Linked DNA regions of Manis pentadactyla: all the other regions are linked to region 2. Evidence: chromatin contacts called from public Hi-C data. All regions are on one chromosome and are shown on one strand. The core of a region is the stretch at or near the end of the contact, and the rest is flanking DNA. Distances in the headings are between cores, read along the strand shown. Region 1 holds the start of RSAD1 (radical S-adenosyl methionine domain containing 1). Region 2 holds the start of ANKRD40 (ankyrin repeat domain 40). Region 3 holds the start of SPATA20 (spermatogenesis associated 20).

Evidence for each region. Hi-C and Micro-C count contacts between places; a contact is called where the count stands out from the background.
Region 1: a contact with region 2 is called in a Hi-C map of fibroblasts, with 5 times the contacts expected there. The contact joins the promoter of RSAD1 here to the promoter of ANKRD40 in region 2. A contact is called at or near these places in 2 of 3 Hi-C or Micro-C datasets (fibroblasts and skin fibroblasts).
Region 3: a Hi-C map of skin fibroblasts shows a contact between it and region 2, with 9 times the contacts expected there. The contact joins the promoter of SPATA20 here to the promoter of ANKRD40 in region 2. A contact is called at or near these places in 3 of 3 Hi-C or Micro-C datasets (blood, fibroblasts and skin fibroblasts).

What each region holds. Positions count from the first base shown.
Region 1 is chr4:165,228,551-165,232,838 of mManPen7.hap1, reverse strand. RSAD1 (radical S-adenosyl methionine domain containing 1) reads left to right here and starts at 1,993. Exons shown (of 10, transcript XM_036879607.2): 1 at 1,993-2,494; 2 at 2,856-2,989; 3 at 3,116-3,320. The coding sequence starts at 2,360. It overlaps ACSF2 (acyl-CoA synthetase family member 2), which reads left to right. Exons shown (of 15, transcript XM_057501353.1): 12 at 1-5; 13 at 103-213; 14 at 340-408; 15 at 666-824. The coding sequence ends at 716.
Region 2 is chr4:165,032,919-165,037,831 of mManPen7.hap1, reverse strand. ANKRD40 (ankyrin repeat domain 40) reads right to left here and starts at 1,747. Exons shown (of 5, transcript XM_036879548.2): 1 at 1,368-1,747. The coding sequence starts at 1,501.
Region 3 is chr4:165,174,270-165,179,123 of mManPen7.hap1, reverse strand. It overlaps SPATA20 (spermatogenesis associated 20), which reads left to right and starts at 2,454. Exons shown (of 16, transcript XM_036879847.2): 1 at 2,454-2,752; 2 at 3,709-3,888; 3 at 3,992-4,056; 4 at 4,243-4,397; 5 at 4,483-4,626; 6 at 4,725-4,854. The coding sequence starts at 3,764.

The DNA of each region.
Region 1 (4,288 bases), core at 744-3,243, 190 kb before region 2:
TGCAGGTGAGGCACCCCGACGAGTGTGCCCAGGTGAATCCCCAGGAGCAGGAAACATGGAGGGGAATGGAGGATGTCTGATATCTGTTTCTGACTCTGGAAGGTGGTGGGAGTGAAGGATGATCGGATGGGGGAGGAAATCTGTGCCTGCATTCGGCTGAAGAAAGGAGAAGAGACCACGGCAGAGGAGATCAAGGCTTTCTGCAAAGGGAAGGTGGGAACCTCAAACCCACCACAAGCTGATGTCTCCCAGTTCTTCAATCCCTTCTCCTTGCCACTGTCCCTGCCCCCAACCCCATGTCTCACCCAGCCTCATGCTCTATCTCCCCCTGGGTTGCAGATCTCCCACTTCAAGATTCCCCGATACATCGTGTTTGTCACAAACTACCCCCTCACAGTCTCAGGAAAGGTGTGTAAAGTGGATGCTAGGGAGGGGCAGGGTGGCCTGGGTGCAGAAGGCCAGGTGGGCCCAACTATGTCTCAATGGGCAAAAGAGTATGTCTAGAGGCTGGCAGTAGGGCGATCAACTAATCAACTGTTGGTTTGCCCTGAATTTTCCTGCCTTTAACCTAAGAAATTCTTAAGTTCCAGGCAAACCAAGAGGGTTGGTCACCCTAGCCAGCAGAGGCCCCAAGCCTGGCTCTGACTCCTTTCTCTTTCCCCTAGATTCAGAAAGTCAAACTCCGAGAGCAGATGGAAAAACATCTAAATCTGTGAAGAATGTGGGGGGCCCCTTCCCCACATTCCAGGCCCTCCCAGCCCTTCCCCCACATTCCCTTTGTCTGTCCGTGTGACTTGGCATAAAGAGCATCTCTGTTTTCTTTGGCTGGTCTCCCCTCTCAGCACCTTGTATGGATGGAGAAGGAAAGAGACCAAAGGGAAGCAAGTACTTTCAGACCTATTCTTTCTCAGCAAAGGTGCTAAGCACTTTGGCATGTGTTATCTATTTAATTTAATCATCATTTGATCCCTTGGAATTACCAACCCAAATTCTTTTTAGGTTATACTCATTTCTTTTTCACATTGTTGTCAAATTAGTCCAGCAGGAAGTATTCTTAAAAAAACAATAGCTTTATCAAGATCTAATTCACATACCATCCAATTCACCCATTTAAAATGTACTATTCAATGGTTTTTAGTATATTCGTAGATATGTGCAACCATCACCAAAGTCAACGTTAAACATTTTCATCACTTAAAAAGAAGCTCCATACCCATTAGCTATCATCCTGCAACCCCTTATTCCTCTATCCCCCCAACCAATCCAATTTTTATCTATTTACTTTTAATAGATGAATCTGGGGCTTCCCTGATGGGCAGATCAAGCAGGCTGTAGCCTGACCAAGAGAAAAAAGATTCCAAAAGGCACATAGGGTTTCACTTCACAGGGACAGAAACTCTCCTCCTGCTTGCAATCCTTACCTCCCAGTGTCTGCCCCATTGGCAGTAGCCTCCTCCTTACTTTTTAGAAAATGAACATGAATTTAGGGTATTCTGAGTGTACCCCACTATGAAAGGTGCTTTCATATACCTTTTATCTTGAAATCTTTCCAAAAACTCTATCAAGTCGTCATTACCTCCCATTTCACAAACGGTGAACTGAAACTCAGTTTCCGAATCTTGCCTGAGGCCACACAGCTGCAATTAGAACCCAGCTGTCTGACTCCAAAGCCCATGATATTTCCACTTCATCAGACTTCGTCGATTGCCTGTTTTCCCAGCCCTTCACCTGCACACGGCTTCTCCCACATACACGGTATCTGACCAGCCTCCCAGTGGGTGATCCAGAAGATGACAGCCTACTCTCTTGGCCAAACCCTATATCCCTGGGATTTTCTGTTCCTTCAACAACCAGCCCAAGTGCCCGCTCTTTCCCCAGACTCAGCCCTATAACAGACCAGCCTCACAGCAGGGAGAACGCTGGGTTGGTATCCATCAGGTGCTGAATTAGTATCTATGGCCTGTCATCTCTTGTTGGTTTGCGACCTGTACTGTGACCTGGTCTTAGGCATCCAAATATCTCCAGCGCCCAGCTCTGAGCCAGGCACATAAACTGTGAAGGAACTGATTGAACAAACTATAAGAGTCCCTGGATGGGTCAGGGATCTCGGCCCCGGACAGGATACCTTCTGGCCAACAAGGGAAGGACAGACTGGCGACTGCGGTGAGCTCATCGGTGCCCAGCAGGTGGCGCCGCACACCGAAGGCCGGACCTTCCCGTCGCGTGGTCGACCGCGGCGCGGGCACGCAGCCCCTCCTCCTTCCGCCGAAGCAGCCCCGCCTTCCAGCAAGGCCTGGCGCAAACGCGGGGCTCGGGTCCTGCCGCGCGCCGCAGGCCGCTCCCCGCCGCTGTGACCGCTATGGGGGTTGCCGGGGCCTGCGCGCGCGGCTGCGCTACAGCCGCTAAAATGGCCCGGAGGCGCCACCGCGCGGAGGGAGCGGCAAGTCCGCCGACTCAGGAGCCCAGTGGCCAGCGCGCGGCGCTTTACGTCCACGTGAGTGGGGAGGGGGCGGAGCTCGAGGGGCTTGGGCGCGCCGCTCCGGAACCACGTGGCCGCCTGTCACGCTGGGAACCCACCTGCCGTCCTCCCCACCCACCCCCACACAAGGTCTGGGAGTGGGCGCGGTGCTCTGACAGGGAAATGTCTTGACAGGGAGACCTGAAGCCTCGGTGACCCTGACCAAGTAATTTCCCTTCTGAACTTGGGCATAATGTTTCCAGTGCGAATAGTTTGTGGCTTAGATGGTGTAGCGACTGTTGACGGACCTCGGAATGGGGGGTGTGGGACTGAAGCTGGCAGTGGCAGGGCCGCCCGGGGTCACCCGTCGGCCCGCTCATACACCCCCTGTCCCCAGTGGCCGTACTGCGAGAAACGCTGCAGTTACTGCAACTTCAACAAGTACATCCCCCGCGGCGTGGAGGAGGCTGCCCTGCGGAGCTGTCTGGTGACTGAGGCCCAGACTCTGCTGCGGCTCAGCGGGGTGCGGCGGTGGGTTCTGGAGGCTGTGAATTGGTGTTATTTATGGGGTCTTGGGAATTATTTGGGAGAGTGTATGGGACAGGTGCAGGCATCCGGGAGATTCTCCCCGGTCTCATCTCTGTCCCTTTTCCCCAGGGTGGAATCTGTGTTCTTTGGTGGGGGCACCCCCAGTCTGGCCAGTCCCCACACTGTGGCTGCTGTCCTGGAGGCAGTGGCCCAGGCAGCCCATCTGCCTGCAGACTCGGAAGTCACATTGGAGGCCAACCCCACTTCGGCCTCAGGCCCCAGGCTGGCAGCTTTTGGGGCAGCAGGGATCAACAGGTTATCCGTTGGCATCCAGGTAACCCATTTCACCCATCCTATCCCAGGGCACCCAGACCTTCAGTGCTGTCTCTTCTCTAGTCACATTCATTCATCAGACAAACATTTATTGAGTTCTTTTGGGTGCCAGGGCCCAGTAGGCACTGAAAAGTGTGTGGTGACACATTTGTAACATCTTAATTGCTGCTGTGCTCCTCTGCAAGCTCCTTGAGTCAGGGGTCACGCATGCCTTTTTGTTCATCACAGTATTCCAAGCACCCACCATAGTGCCTGGCACACAGTGGATATTCAAAAAAGATTTGTTACCCGTTTGGAGATCCAAGAAAGGCAGACAGTTGGTCAGATCATTGCAGCTTCTCAGTCTGATGAAATCATGGAAACTTCCTGGAGGACATTTTGTTTGAACAAGAAGGAAGAACTCACCTGGGGAGAGGGCATGGGAGGAAAAGACGCAAGATACAGAAGAGTTTTGCATGTTTTGGGGAAGCTGCTAGTCATTCTTCATGACTAGAGCAGCTGGAGACAAATCTGCAAGGTAGGGTCCAGAAGCCTTCAGCACCTTGCTAGCGAGTTTGGGTCTTTGAATAGTGGTGACAGGGAAATCGTTGCAAGTTTTTAGGTAGGGAGAAACACATTCCTCTCAGATTGACGCCTGGCATTTCTATATCCAGTACTGACCCCTCTTCAAATATATGTCCCACTTACCATAGGGTTTGGGTCAGGGCTTTCCTGATGAGATATACTGAAAGGGACATACCATTTATGAGATATTCTCACCCCAAATGAATATCTTAAATCTAATTGTGAGGAACCATCAGGAAAATCTAAATTAAAAGATCTATTTTATGGTAAGAACAGATAACATGGCATCAGTCTACCCTCTTAACAAATTTTTTAGTGTACAGTATTTTGTTAACTATAAGCATGGTGTTATACAGCAGCTCTCTAGAACTTATTCATTAAGAGAGATTCTTAAAATAATTGGCC
Region 2 (4,913 bases), core at 498-2,997:
AGCTACTGTCCTTGAGTAGCTGTGAATGAGATAATACATATTAAGAACTTAGAACCTCCTTTGTGTGACAGAGTAGGCTAAATAATTGATAACTATTTACATTATGCTCCTTACATGCTTACATTAAGTGACTTAGGCAAGGTCCTATAGCTAAGCAGAAACAGAAACTGCAGCAAAGACCCGGCTCATTCTTCTATACAACACTGCCTCCCAGTGCCAAAGCAGTGATTCACAGCTTGTGAATCAGAGCAACGCTCAGAGAAGGGACACACAGAACAGCAAGCTTGTTTGCAAACAATCTTAAACAAAACAAAATAAAACAGAGGCAGTATCTACTGTTTTCTGGCTTTCTGGGCAGCTACCCAGGCTGTTTTCTTTAGGGTAAGGAGGTAGAGAGATTTGTGAGTAAGACAGGAAACCATGGTTGTGGTCCTAGCTGTCATATGAATAGTTATGTGACCTAGGGCAAGTTACTCTGTAGTGTTGAATCTATCTCCCACGTCCCTTTCAGTTCCAAATTGTGTTTCCACTTAAAAAAAAAACACTTGCAAACTCACTTTAACTCTAAGCTAACAAAATAGGCTGGTTAAGCATTACCTGGATCAAATAAAAAATTTAAATGTAAATGTGATGAGAGCAGAGAAATATCACATATAGTAACTTAACACTAAAAAATTTGAACACCAGCACATCTTAAAATGCGACTCCTTATTTAATTGGAAAGGAGTCAATTGCACGTAGGCATCTAAAGCCTTGGATCAAATTCTGTATTTGAAATTGTAATAAGTAAAAACAAAACATTCTATAGGACAAACGAATCAGTCTTCCCTCAACAGGCAGTTGTTGGCAGCCGCAAGTCACTGCTGCAGTGAGACGACAGACAAGCAGAATAGTGATGCAAGTGATTTTTTTTCTGGTCTTGGGAAAATAAATCGTGCTAGTTTATAGGATTCATATTTACGCAGTTGCTTATACTTTATGCTTCGCACAGATGTGTTCTCCAGAGGCAAAGTAATTCAATACTCGAACTGGGGTTGAGCTCCTTATTAACGTGAGAATTCAACCGTCGCCAACACTGTTCTGGCTAAGTTAGCCAGGGGGCTGCAGGGGGGCCGCGCCAGGGTTCGGGTGGGCGCTGCCCGGGGAGGCCCACGTGGGCGGGAATTTGGGCAAGCCGCGCTCCTGACCACACGAAGCATACATAGGGGCCAGGGCTGGCCTCAAGAGCGCACAACCTCCGAGGCCTTTTTGGGAGCCAGGCCACGCCTCAGCGGGCATCCGGGGACAGCGCTAGGCCAGTCGCCCGCTCCACGCTCGGGCCTCGAGTCGGCTGCTCTGACCCTAGGCCTCCCCCGCTCCCCACTTACCAGCCGTTGACCTCATTTTGGGAGTTCACATCCACCCCGCTCTCCACCAGTTTCTGCACCTCCCGAATGTCCCCCAAGGCCGCGGCCTCCCGCAGCCTCTCCTGCTGCTCCTTCTGCTCTAGGAGAGCGCTCATCTTCCCCTCGGCCCCAACACCCCGCCCGTCCCACCCCGGGCCAGTCAGCGCCGCCACCACCGCTGCCCGCCCCCAGCCATGGGGAGATTGCAGAGAGCTCGCCCGGCCCGCTCGCGCCGCCTCCCGCGCCCGGCCCGGGACTTCTACTTCCCCGCGCGGGCCGCCCGCCCCTCCACTGCTGCTCCCGGCCTGCAGGCCTAAGCCTCCTCCCGGGCCGCGCCTCCCGAAGGCCGGCTCCGGGGGACTCAATTCAGAGTGACAACCCTGACCCAGATATTTTCCGTTCCTACCCTCGGTCTCTGGCGCCCGGGCGGGCTGTTTATGTAACTGCTGCACGATATTATCTGCGGTGATTCATGGACTATTTTTAGACCTCCCCACCCCGCAGCTTCAAGAGATGAGGACAGACACATGGAAAGAGAAAAAAAGTATATTCAAGAGCCAGAAAAGGCTTATCCTCTGGCGCAGGCTGTTTACCAGGCATCAAAAATAATTGTTGTTTTTTTCCTCTCTAGTGTGTCTTTTTCCTTATCTGAGCCAGCTCTTGCCCAGCAGGATGGGGAAATGGGCTGAAAACGATCCTACTATTATATGCTCATTATTGCAGAGATAGATTGCACTGTTCTTTCTTCTTTTGACAGTGCTTGGGACCATTCAATTCGAATATTTATTTCATTTCCTGTTGTTTTACATCTCATTTTAGATAGGGATTTCTTCTAACTTGGCTTTCAGGAAAAATATATTGTGCCTAGAGTCTATAAACTGTAATTTATTACTGCTTATAAATCATGATTAATTACTCTTCACAAAGGCCATGTAAAGAAAAAAGAAACACAGAAGAAGCTGTGGAATTATCCGGATCCTGATGCCAGCAGCTCTGGGGAGAGCTATGGTGTATATATAAACAGCATTCTGTCTAACTCCTTGCCTAATCAACCTAATGCTCAGAGTCTGGGGTGGCAGTATTACGGTTTTGCTGAGCCCCGGGGGCCTAGAGAGATTTTCCAGTATGACACAGAATGGAACCTTGCAGATGGGGTTAGGAGAATTAAGGAAATAAGCCTGAGGTGGAAAGGAGGAAGTCTTGAATAAAGAGAAGAGATGAAATGGGAAGGGACAAATTTAGGCATGGAGTTTTTATTTCCCTCTCTTGGGACTGCCACAGGGTCTGCACAGCAAGCATTTTCCTTGCTACTGTTTAAGGACACCCCATGTCTGTTTGTTTATTATGATACAGTAATTCACACAGAACTCAGTGCACACCAGGTGGTGCTGAATATAAACTGGCTGTGCACTTGAATTGACCCTCATGGCAAAATGGAACTCTGCTTGGCCTTACATTTTTATTTGTCCCCCATTTAAATTTAATTCTCATATCCAGCATGATATTCTATCTGAAACTGATGTGCATAGCAGTGGAATTGGGCCCTTTAACAAGCAGTTAAAAAAATTTAGTAGTGACTGCATGCTAGTCTGTGAGATCTCTTTTTAAGTTTGTCAAATTTCCTTTCTTTAAAAGGATTATAGCATGTGCCCTATAGTAACTGCTGAATCAGTGAATATTAGTATCTTCTTAAACCCATCTTCTACTTATCTTTGACTCCAATCTTCTGCTTATTCTCTTCACCTAAAAAATAAAACTTTGTCCACAAACCAAACCTTTAACCTTGACCATAACTGGAGGCAATCTGATGGCTAGTGTTTTATTTCATTTACCTATACTTTTCTTGTCTCTAGGGAATTATCTAACCCACTGTGTGTATTCAGCATGCACTGTTTGTCAGGCACTCCCCCAGTCACTGAAGATGCTGCTGCAAACCAACCAGTCCCTGATTTCAAAGAACACAGTCTAGCATGGGAGTTAAGGCCAACTATAGAAAGTGATAAGTATTACCATAGAAGCAGTATGGCACAGGCATAGTGCTTGTGAGTAAGGAGATGAAAACCAGACAGCTTTGCCACTCACATGATCTTGGATGAGTCACTTAAACTTTCTGTGCTTCTAACTCTGTCATGTGCAAAAAAGGGATAACAATAGCACTTGATTTGCAGGATTGTTCTATGGATTGAATGAATGACTAGGTGTTAAATCTGGTCATTGGAAATGCTCCATGGGTTGTAAGTATGTTATAACAAGGTCAAGGCAAGGAAGAGCCCCTGATAGAATGGGAGGGCAGTAATGGCCAGGAGACAACGATTTCTGGTTGGGTAGATAATGGTGCCATTTACTGAGATTTAGGCCAAAGAACGAAGAGAAGGTTTCAGGTATGGTGATAAATTCACTTTTGAATCTGTTGTGTTAAGCTTTCTGAGACTCTTTAATTACTACTACTATTAACATTGACTCATTGGCAGGCACTACGCTAAGTGTTCTACATGAATTATCTCATTTAATTCTCACAGCAACCCCGTAAGTTAGGACTATTATTATCTGAGACACAGAGACATAACTTGCCCAACACTATGCAGCTTAATGATGGAGCAAGGCTTTGAACTCAGTTTGACTCCAGAGCCTGTGCTTACTTTTCAAATTTTCAGCTAAGTGGAGATGCCCAGTAAACAGCTGTGTATATGGGTGTGAGATTAAGGAAGGAGTTCTGGGCAGGTGATTTGGATTTGGTAGTCACCAGCAAAAGGTGGTGAGAGGGTGTTGAGTGCTTAGAGAAGGCAGCCAAAGACAGAACCCCAAAGGGAACCCAATATTTTAATACTGGGCAGAAGAGTAGAAATTCAACTGAGATTGAAAGAAGAGAAACTGAAATAGTAGGTGAAAAGCAAAGGGGTCAGAGAGTTTGGAGAAAAGAGATGATCCACAGAGTCAGATGCTGCAGAAATGGCAGGAAAGAAAGAATGGCAAAGTATAGAATGTGTTTGAGCACAAGGAGATTGATGGTGACCCTGGAGATGGAAGGAAGTGGCAAAGGAGTGGTAGGGATGGCAGGCAGACTATAATGGGGTGAGGAGTGAACAGTATCTACCTCCTACGTGTTATATACTGTGCAAGAATATGGGAATACAAGGATGAAGAAGGAACGGCATATGACCCAAAGGAACTTTCACTTTAAAGGAAAAGACTAATAGTTGTAATATCCTGTGACCAACCCCAAAATGTACAAGGATGTTTAAGGCTGTAATATGGTGATACAATGAAGAGGGTGATGGGCTGTATGTGACAGGCGAGAATGAGGGTCTGGGTTGGCTTCATAGGGCTAATGATGCTTGGGCTGTGAGCAGAGAAAGACAGTAGGAGTAGCAGGGGTGAGAGAAGAACATTCTGGAGAACATGCCTGGAGCTGTGCAACATGGTGCAATATGATAGGAAGTAGGGGTGTTCAGGGTGAGGGGAAGCAGTAGCAGATGAACTTGGAGAAGCAGGTCAGACCATGGATGACCTTGTGGTAGAATTTTAGAA
Region 3 (4,854 bases), core at 1,205-3,704, 140 kb before region 2:
ACAATTACATGAGCAATATTATGGTTACTAGACTCCCCCTATTATCAAGTCCCCCCCACATACCCCATTACAGTCACTGTCCATCAGCTTAGTAAGATGCTATAGAATCACTACTTGTCTTCTCTGTGTTATACTGCCTTCCCTGCATTCCCCCATCCCGCCCCAGCTACATTAGGTATGTTAATCATAATACCCCTTTTTCCCCCTTATCCCTCCCTTCCCACCCATCTTTCCCAGTTCCCAAAGGGTGCTGTTTTGACTCCCACGAAGAAGAGGTTGGTAACCTTGTTCCCCGTAGCTACTTCTGGAGCATCTTCCTCCTGTAAGACTCTCCTTGGAGGCTGGAGCCACAGGCTGTCTTGCCTCCTCTCTACCTGGCGCTGTGCTCCACCTCATTCTTGCCATGCTTCCAGCCTGGATCACAGCCTTCTTCCTCAAATCTTGCTCAATCCTGTATGATTCCATTATCCAAGAGGATGATCTTGCCACCCCTTGACCTCTCAGCTACCTTCGCCCATGGTCACACTTTGGGTCTTATTCCCAGTCCCTCCACATTCAAGGCAGGCTTCCCGTTCTCTGATCTTAATCTCAGCCCTTCCAGGGAGTACCCACCAGACCCTCCAGCCTGCCAACCCTTCTGTCACCCCATCGCCCAACCTTCTCAGATATCTCTTTTCTCCTTGATATTGTCAATTGCCTTCTCTCAACCAAGTCCTTCCCCTTGATAATTGTCATAGCCTCACCCATCTTGAAAGTGTTTCCATATTTCCCCTCACATCAAGCACCCATCCTATCTCTCTGCATCCCCTTTCTTTCTCGTCCCTCCTCAACCCACTCCAACCAGCTTCTCTGTCAGCCTCACCTCACTGAATGCACCTGCCAAGCCTACCAATGGTCTCCATGTTGCTAAAGCCAGTGTACCTTTTGCTTTCCCATCCTAGCGGCTTCTCTGGAGTCTGACCATGTGGATCCTCCCTCCTTGCAAATCTCTGTCCCTTTGCCTCTGGGTCATCGCCCTCTCCTGGTTTTCCCTTGACCTTCTGGCTCTTCCATCTCTGTCTTTCACAGGTGCACTCCTGAGTTTCTCAGGCTGGGGGCCTGAGCCCCCCTTCTCTCCTCATTGCAGTCTCCCTGGATGATGCCCCCTGGTTCCTTCCATGACCTCCCCATTGCATTCCAGAGCCTTGTCATCTCCACATATGTGTCTCAAGGGAATCTCAAACCTACATTCCAAGAATGATCTCATGAACACCTCCACCTGAGCCTTTCCCCAACCCCCTCCTTGAAAATGGCCTCACCACTCAGCACAAGTCCCACTTTGCAAATCACTCTTAGTACCTACCTCTCCCTCACTGCTGATTTTGACGTTTCCTCCTCTACAGACCTTGAGGCCATCTACTCTTGATTTTCACCTACACCTGGTATAGGGCCCCACCATCTCCCCCAGAGCCTGCTATGGCCTCCTGACCATGCCTGCTTCCACTCTTACTCCTTTCAAGTCCATTCTCCACTGGAAGCCAGAGGGATCTTTGTAAAATGTAGGGTCACTCCCTTTACTAAAACCCTCCAACATCTTTCTTCTGCTCTCATCAGTAACCAAAACTCCTTTCCATAGTTCACAAGTCCCTCCAAGACCTACCCTCCTCCCCAGCCTCACAACCTCATCTACTACCTCTCTTCCTTAGTTCTCTGTCCTGCAGCCACGTGGGCCCTCTGCAGTTCCCCAGCACTGACTCATTGCCACACCACAGGGCCTTTGCACATCTGTTCCTCCTGCTTCCCCAGCATTCTTCTCACACCCTGTCTGGATTCCATCCTCTTGTTCCTCAATGGCTGCTACACACAGGTGATTTCCTCAGGGAAGCCTCCACCCACTCCCCACTCCCCCACCCCACCCCCACCACCACTGCCTCTCCCACCAGACCAGGTTTCTTGTCATACCTAGTCATGCCACTAATTACAGTGGGTGGTTGTACATTAATTTGTATGGCTGTCAGATTAGCTTCTGCCTCCCTCATCAGACTGTGAGCAACACAAGGGGAGGAGTCTGGTTTCTCTCTGCCCATCATTGTACCTAGCAGAGTGTCTGGCAGCCAGTGGGCATTCAATATGTATTGGCAGAATGTAGCAAATGGGACAAGGGTGTAAAGTACATGATAGGACATAAAGTTGGCTCATCATTTTTATTCAGGGAAGGCTTCTTGGAGTGCGTGGGATTTGAGCAGAACCTTGAGATAAAGAGGATGGGCAAAAGCAAAACTCACTGGTGGGTGGGCCTGGAAAAGACATGCCTTCTGCTTGCACCTCATTTCCCATTTGTAAAATGGGCAAGGGTTGGACAAAATGAGCTGAGACTGGCATACCGAGGTCCTGGCATCCTCACAGCCCTTCACGTTCTCCTCATGGGGGTTATTCTTCCGCAGGCAGCTGGTTGAGATTCAGCTGAGCCATCCCAATTTTGTGCACAGACCTGGGTCCTGTCAACCCCGGGCTGTCGGATCTCCAATCCCGCATCCAGCCACCGGGAGGCGCTCGGAGACCAGCCTCGCCGCCGGGAGTTTCGGCTAAGACCCGCCTGCGTGCGGCTCGGTGGGTGCTCGGGCCCGCCTCTCGCAGCCTCGGGCTCTCAGTCGTGTACGCGGTGTCTCGGCCCACAGCCGCGAGCAGCCGGGCTGGGCGCGCGGGCCCGGCGGTGCCTCGGCCTCCTGCTGCCCCACCCGGGGCCGGGCCTCCTCGCGAGCCTCAGGTACGGGTGGGTGAGTGGGCCGCTGTGGCGCGCCCTGTGTCTGGGGGGCCCCGGGACCGGTCATCCCGGCGCTGGTCCCCAATGCGTGCCCGATCACCTCCTCATGCCTGTTCTCCCCGCACCCCCAGTCTGCTCCTGCGACCTGACCCAAGCAGCCATGCCCTCCTTCCCCCCACCTCCCCTCGGGGAGCCGCAGGGCTAGCTCCCCGGGGACTCTGTTCCGACACCTCCTCCAGGAAGCCTTCCTTGAACCACAATGCTGGGCCAAGGGTCCTTGTCCAACAGTACCCTGGGCTGGCATGTCACAGTTCTTATTTCTGCAAGGGTTTGCCATTATTTAGGTCTGCTCTGCAGCACCACCCGCCTACGCTGGGCCCCCTATCAGAGCCAGTTTCTGATTCTCTGGGGGTCCTCAGGTCCTGGGGTCCTGGCACAGGACAAGGTTTCTCAGGAGTGCCCAGTGAGTGGATGTTGAGTGAGGAAGTCCCCATTGTTGATTTTCCTCTTGTTGCCCCTCACCGGGGCCAGTCCCAAACCCAACTATGCTTGCCCTGTCCAGCCACCAGCAGTGTGCAGCCTTCCTGCCCAGATGGCACACCCAGTCATGCCAAGGAGACATCCCAAGCACCTCCCCGGGGGGAGGGGCCCTGTTAGGGGGACAGAATGGAGCCTGTGGGACCATTCTACCCGCTGTGACTCATGCTGACCTCACAGTCATTATCCTTGCCACCACCTGGTCTGAGGGGTTGGGGGAAGCTAACCTGGCAGGGAGCCCCAATGAGCCACATTTCTTCAGCCCCCAAAAAACACAAGGGGGGGCACAAGGGTCTCCCCCGTGGTTCAGAAAGGTAGGTGGGGCTGGGAGCCGGATTCTGGGAGGGGTGCTTGGAGTGGGGTGGGGTGGGGCAGGCCCCTGTGGTAGGTGGGTGGGGACCCCTTGCCTGACCCATCTGCCCATGCAGGCGTAGCTCCTCCCGGGACAAGGACCGAAGTGTGACAGTCAGTAGTTCAGTGCCCATGCCTGCTGGAGGGAAGGGAAGCCGACCCAAATGCACTCAGTCCACCCCTCAGAAGGTCCCCAATCGCCTGATCAATGAGAAGTCACCATACCTCCTGCAACATGCCTACAATCCTGTGGACTGGTGAGTACCTCTCCCCAACTGACACTCTCCTCCAGGCTGCTGGGTCTCAGCCCCTTCTCCCTCCCCTTAGGCTTATAAGTGATGCCCTACCCTGCTGACCTAGGTACCCCTGGGGACAGGAAGCCTTTGACAAAGCCAGGAATGAAAACAAGCCAATTTTCCTTTCAGGTAAGACACCTGCCTTCCCTGGGATAGAGGGCGGAGGAGTGATAGGGGATAGGGGAAGGGTCCTCTGGATCCGGGACCCCCAGGAAACTAGAGGTCAGGGTCTCTTCAGTCCAGTTTGGGCCCCTTGACTGGCCTCCCTTGTGGTCAGTCACTCTGCCCACTGGGCCCCCCATGGCCCCATTCTAGTGGGATACTCCACCTGCCACTGGTGCCATATGATGGAGGAGGAGTCCTTCCAGAACGAGGAGATTGGCCAACTGCTCAATGAGGATTTTGTCTGTGTGAAGGTGGACCGGGAGGAGCGACCTGATGTGGACAAGGTGTACATGACCTTTGTGCAGGTGAGTGGTCTTCCCATGGAGGGGTGGGGCGGGGGTTGCCCTTGCACTAGGGCCACTCCCCTCACCCTTGCCCCTTCTCTGCTAGGCCACCAGCAGTGGTGGGGGCTGGCCCATGAATGTGTGGTTGACTCCCAACCTCCAGCCCTTTGTGGGGGGCACCTATTTCCCCCTGGAGGATGGCCTGACCCGAGTTGGCTTTCGCACGGTGTTGCTGAGAATACGGGACAAGGTGGGTGTGCATCAGGGAGTGGGGAGACCAGGGTCAAGGGCGAGGAGACAAGGGGCCCCACCAGTGCTGACTTCCAGGTCTGCCCCTGCCTCCTATAGTGGAAACAGAACAAGGGCGCCCTGCTCGAAAATAGTCAGCGTGTCACCACAGCCCTGCTGGCTCGGTCGGAGATTAGCATGGGTGACCGCCAGGTGCCACCCTCTGCTGCCACCATGAACAGTCGCTGCT